2 separate regions of the Rattus norvegicus genome follow, and region 2 is linked to region 1. Evidence: chromatin contacts called from public Hi-C data. All regions are on one chromosome and are shown on one strand. The core of a region is the stretch at or near the end of the contact, and the rest is flanking DNA. Distances in the headings are between cores, read along the strand shown. Region 1 has its middle 54 kb from the start of Kcne4. Region 2 has its middle 16 kb from the start of Scg2.

Region 1 (2,823 bases), core at 165-2,664:
ATCTTTCTCTATTAGGAACATCTATTACCTCACAGAGCATCTTGAAGGGTTGTCTCAATTATTTTCTCATCACTGTGATAAAAATCTCCTGACTTTAATGACCTAAGGATCTGTTTTAGCTCACAGTTCCAGGGGTTTATGACAGGAACCAAGTATTCAACCATGTGAGCCTGTAGGAAACATTTTATAGTCAAGTCACAAGAAGAAGGGACGACTTGCTTGGGCTCACGGAGTCTTCGGCCCATCGTGGCTTTCACTTCCCACTTTTGATCATAACACCAAAGTATCAAGAGGGTATGACAAAGAAAGTTTCCACATCATGGCTGATGGGGAGCAGACAGAAGCAGTCACAGTGAAGCCCAAGGCAAGATCTAGTCTCCAAAAACACCTCTCATGACTCACTTCCTCTAATGAGACTCCACTTTCCATACTCCGCCACTTCCCAAGGGTCTCTTCAACTCTCGACAAGACGTCTTCTATACTTTTTTTGATTGTTGTTGGTCTTCTTTTCTAAACGTTATTAATTCATTAGGAATTTTGTACATTACATTTTTATCATATTTATCCCTTTCCCCATCTCCTCCAAGATACCCACTCCTCACTTTCCTCACAGACACATGCCATCAAAATGCCATTCTTAGGCTGAGAAGGCAGCTCTGTGGGCAAAGTGCTTGGTTCATAGATGTCAGGACCTCGGCTCAGATCTACAAAGTTAAGTAGGACAGCATGAATCTTTAATATCCATGCTGAAGGCGGAGACAACCAGATGCCTGACAGTTACTCTCCAGTTGGTTTAGCCGAAGAGTAAATTCTAGGTTTAGTGAGAGATCCTGTCTCAAAAGATAAGATGGCTCGCACTTAAGACACCTAGTGTTGACCTCTGGTCTTCATATGCACATGCCCAGCATTACCAAACATAAGCAGATAGGCAGGCAGGCAGGCAGGCAGGATTATTGACTGGGGCTGTCCTTGGTCACAAGTGGGATCCATCTGGGCAATGCTTTACATCCAAGTCAAGTGACGTCATTTCTTAGACACATATTTGACCTGAATTTACTTATGAGTGCCTACGCTTCCAATGTGTACATTTGACTCCCTGACTCTCTTTTTAGAGTCATAAGACTCTAATGGAATAATCCATTAAGAGAAAGATTCAATGACTTATTTTATTTATTTATGTACAGGTTCAGCTCTTTATTAGACATGTTAACAAAAGCAGTTTAGTGAAAAAGACCAAAGCCCATGTCACCATCCAACTTCTCAGATTCTTCTTTGCTTCTACTTTCTTCTCACTGGGGCACGACCGCCAGCAGGCCCGGCTCCAGCTGCTGGAGCCCGGCCACAGGCCCTTACATTGCAAATGTTAACATTGGCCAGGGCCTTTGCAAACAAGCCAGGCCACAAAGGTTCAACATTGACACCAGCTGCTTTAATTGAGGGCATTGATCTTATCCTCCGTGACCCTTGCCTCTTCATCGTTTAGGATAAGGGCTGAGCAGATACAGGCAAGCTTGGAGACAGACTACGGACTTGGTGCTAGTCCCCAACGCAGCCTTAGTTTCCTCGGTAGAACCAAGCACCTAGGTGGCAGCTGAGGAAAGGATCTTTAATTTTCTTTTTTAATTAAAAGCAAGATTCAAAACCACTGGGTTTCTATGGTTTTTTAGGAACTTCAACAAAAATCTCTTGCCGCATTTCTGGTCAAGGGCCATGCAGAAGTTCATCGGAAACCCCTTACAAGCCTCAACTGAGCTCCTGGGATTCTTTCTCACAAGATTCACCAGGGAGAAGCTCTCTCCCCCCGGGGTCACTTTTTCTTTTAAACCCTGACTACTCAAAATGCAGTCCCCAGACCAGAAACATCAGTGTCACTGGAGACCTCGTAATAAATGTGGAAGCAGGAGCTGACCAGATGGCTTGAGAGGAAAAGTTCTTGCTGCACAAGACTGAGGGCCTGAGTTTGACCCCCCCAGAATCGGTATGCTGGAGGGAGGGAAATAACTGCCTCAAGTTGTCTTTCATTACACTTGCATACTGACACACACAAACACAAACACAAACACACAAAAATAAATGAATAAATAAATAAATTTTTAAAAAATAAGTGTAGGTCTGGGAACAGCGGCACTCTGCATATGTTCTCTCAAAACTCAGAGGATAAAGCAGAAGGATCAAGAGTTTGAGAAAAAAAGAAAAAGGAAAGAGAGACAGACAGACAGAAAGAGCAAGAGAGAGGGAGAAAGAATATCTTAGCCCTACCCTCAGACATACCTGATAATAATTTGCACTTTCCTAGGCTTTCCAAGTCATTCCTGTTTTTATTAGCACGTGACAAGCAATGAATATACGATAAAATAATCTCTCCAGCCACCCACAGGTCCTAGGAGAGGAAGGGTTGCAGGCATCCACAGTTCTGTGTTACTACAGAGGAAGAAATGGTAGAGATGAGTTATTCAGGGCAGGGTGAGAGTGGGCATCTCTCAGACACACAGGGAGTTTGCACACTCGAAAGACTTTATAAACGCAATCGAATCTACTCCTCCATCTGCTTTGACTGCTTTTGCTACACACCACAAGCTATTTTAAATTCTTATAGATGCTATATCATGTACTCCTTTTTTTTAAAGATTTTTTTTTTATTTATTGTATATAAGTACACTGTAGCTGTCTTCAGACACACCGGAAGAGGGCACCAGACCCCATTACAGATGGTTGTGAGCCACCATGTGGTTGCTGGGAATTGAACTCAGGACCTCTGGAAGAGCAGTCAAGTGCTCTTAACCACTGAGCCATCTCTCCAGTCCCTCATGTACTCCTTTTAAT
Region 2 (2,823 bases), core at 217-2,716, 600 kb before region 1:
ACTTAATCTTTCTTGTGGAGAGACCGATTTGGATCTCTGATAATAGGCTGCCCTAAATAGCAAACAGGCAGTGTACAAGGCAAGATGTTCCTTCCAAAGGTGCGGGCCTTTCCCTCTAAAGGTACAACTTTTATTTTAGGTGAGAACAAAGGCAGAGGCAATATCTCACCATTTATTGAGGGACAGCATTGTTGAACTTCCTTTCAGAGTATTGGGGAGGCCATGGGAGGGGAGGAGGGGAGACGCCGAGCACAGTCATGTGTCTGCAGCCACATCCTGGCTTTGTAATCACATCTATTACTTGTAAAAGGAACAAATGGTGAGTCAGGAGATCTTCCTTAGGTCACTGGGTAGCAGGAAGCACAGTTTCTGCTATGGAGTTAATGGAATTGATTTATGTAATCACACACACTGCAAGTGAAGCACGCGCTCTCTCTAGTCTTCTGTTCTTGCTTTTGATGAGCAACTTCCTCAGAACACTAAGAACAAATAATTCTCCTAGAAATGAGAAAAGTGAAAGAACATTAATATAAGAAGGAGCCAGAGGAAAGATGCTATTCATTCTTGTCTCGTGCATGTGCATCGCCTCTATAACACTGGGGGTTGCCTCTGGTACGTGACACTGCTGTACATGTATCTTTGGGCTCCTTGTGGTCTCATTTTATCTGCAAGAAAGAATTAATTGGCATACCTTGATGCCGAGGGCTTTTGCCCCAGGTAACTATGGTGCTAGAATTCAAAAAGAAAATCACTATAGCTTCTGGGATGTGAAGCCCAGATCTGAATGCCAACAGTGAGTCTTCTCCACAGTGTCTCATGTGCTTGACGCCTGATCCTGTTTCCTACTCCTGAGATCCTGAAAGTTCATCCATGGGCTATGATCTATGGGTGGACCATATGCAGCTACAAAGAAAAGCTTTGCCAAGAGCTGTGCAGATTTGAGTCTGTTGCTCTGGTGTCCAATCTGTTTAATCTTTTCTTGAAGTTTTCAATGAAGTATGACAATTAGAAGGTACATTTAAATAACGAGAAGGGTGTTTTGTAAACATCTGGCTTCTGTCATGAGCACAGAGACTTTAGATCCATGTGAAGAGAACGGTATGTTCTTTCTTTTTTCCCCACATAGTTAAATTGGGGAGGTTTAAACAGTGGTCTACTCTTCCCAGCCCCTTGGACAGTCGAGGTACAGAGTCTTTCTTTTCAAAGGCATAAGTGTAAAACAAAGTACGCCCAAGCAGGAGGCACTGAGAAGCTGACCCTCACGAGTCAGAGTGCTGGTAGAAAAAGAGAAGATGTGGTTTTTTGCTAGCTTCAGTTGGGATGATATGTTAGGCCAAGACTTTCCATCTGACCTTTTGAGACTCAGAAGCTCAACACACTGCCAACTCATGGAGGCTCAGGCAGAGTAGGAAGCTTCAGAAATTACAGGCTAGGTTAATGTGAACTATATGTGGAAATAAAGACAAAGCATTGCAGTTAGAGAATGTTTAGTTACCGTAGTTTTGTAATTTATTGAGTGACTCAGGTCAGTAGCGGGTCATTTGCTCTCTGGCAATTTTAAAAATTTCACAACAAGTCTTTCAACCAGAAATGAGCTCAGAACTAGGAACACTTGACTAGTAATTGCTAAATTAAGGGCTAAAGTTATCGGTCAAGAAAGCCAGTAACAAACTTTTAATTTGTTCAGAATGCTTCCCATGTTACCATCAACCAGGAGAACTCTAGTGGCAAAACTGACCAGAACAAAACTAGGATCTACAAGTCTCCCAAGATGACCAGTAACTGTATCAAAAGCGAGCAGTAATATTGTAGAAACCATTCCCAAAGGCAACGTCTTAAGGTAACAGAAGAGTCAGATACATAGCATAACTTTTCACTTACATCAACTTACCACATTTCTAAGGCAATTTGACTGGATTTCAATTTCAAGCAATGACTGTTAATACTATGTGGCCTTCAAGAGAAAAATGGACTTTGAAAATTAAGTGTGCCAGTTTATTAACAATGATCTAGATATTTTCATAGATAATCAGTTATTTTATTTCAGTTCCAATAGTTTGACACTTCTGATGTCCTCTCCAGAATTCTGGGCATTTAAACTCATTTGTCCCATTTTTCCTCACTGTTGTTTTATGGGATTTTCAGAGGGTAATATAGTGGAACTCATCAGCCTCCCTCAATAGAGGAAATCTGGATTTGGAAGTGACTATCCTATCTACCTCAGCCTCTTTGTCAAATAAGGCTTGGGAGCAGTTAGATTGAAGAGGTGAGAAAAGAGGTTCCTTATTTTGTGGAAGAAGCTATGGAGTCATATTAATGGTTTCTGGCTATAGACTGGTGGTTCTTACTTTCATAATGCTGTGAATGCTTTAATACAGTTTCTCAGGCTGTGGTGGCCCCCAACCATAAAGTTATTTTGCTGTTCCTACATAACTGTAATTTTGCTATTGTTATGAATCATGATCTTAATATTTATATTTGACCCCCTACTCCCACCCCCAGGAGTCGACTCACAGGTTGAGAGCCATTGCTATAGACAGTTAGGTAACCATGGACATAACAACCTGAAACAAAAATTTGCTCTTAAAACTTCCATATTTTGAAACATTCTGTGTCCTAAGTTAGACTTTAATACAAACTTTCTCTAACCGCACAGCATTTTGGTAGATTAGCAAAGTCTTAACATCTCTTGATTTAGCAGATTCTCAGTGTTCACTTTGGCATCCATTTGAACCTACCCCTGAATGGTCTCCTTTTATTATATCTGAGCTAAGCTTGTCACCAGGGCTTAAGAATTTGCCATAGTTTCTTCCAATCTGGCAG

Evidence for each region. A called contact is a pair of places that touch in the nucleus more often than the background predicts.
Region 2: a contact with region 1 is called in a Hi-C map of hepatocytes, with 1.5 times the contacts expected there. The contact joins two enhancer-like sites. A contact is called at or near these places in 2 of 12 Hi-C or Micro-C datasets (hepatocytes and liver).

What each region holds. Positions count from the first base shown.
Region 1 is chr9:87,640,557-87,643,379 of GRCr8, reverse strand. No RefSeq gene overlaps it. Among named protein-coding and RNA genes, the nearest start is that of Kcne4, 54 kb to the left of the region's middle. Within about 2 kb of position 1,414, at least 2 of the 93 cell types and tissues checked have an H3K27ac peak or open chromatin away from gene starts, as enhancers often do. A contact at or near this core is called in hepatocytes, where this site is marked.
Region 2 is chr9:88,239,289-88,242,111 of GRCr8, reverse strand. No RefSeq gene overlaps it. Among named protein-coding and RNA genes, the nearest start is that of Scg2, 16 kb to the left of the region's middle. Within about 2 kb of position 1,466, at least 1 of the 93 cell types and tissues checked has an H3K27ac peak or open chromatin away from gene starts, as enhancers often do. A contact at or near this core is called in hepatocytes, where this site is marked.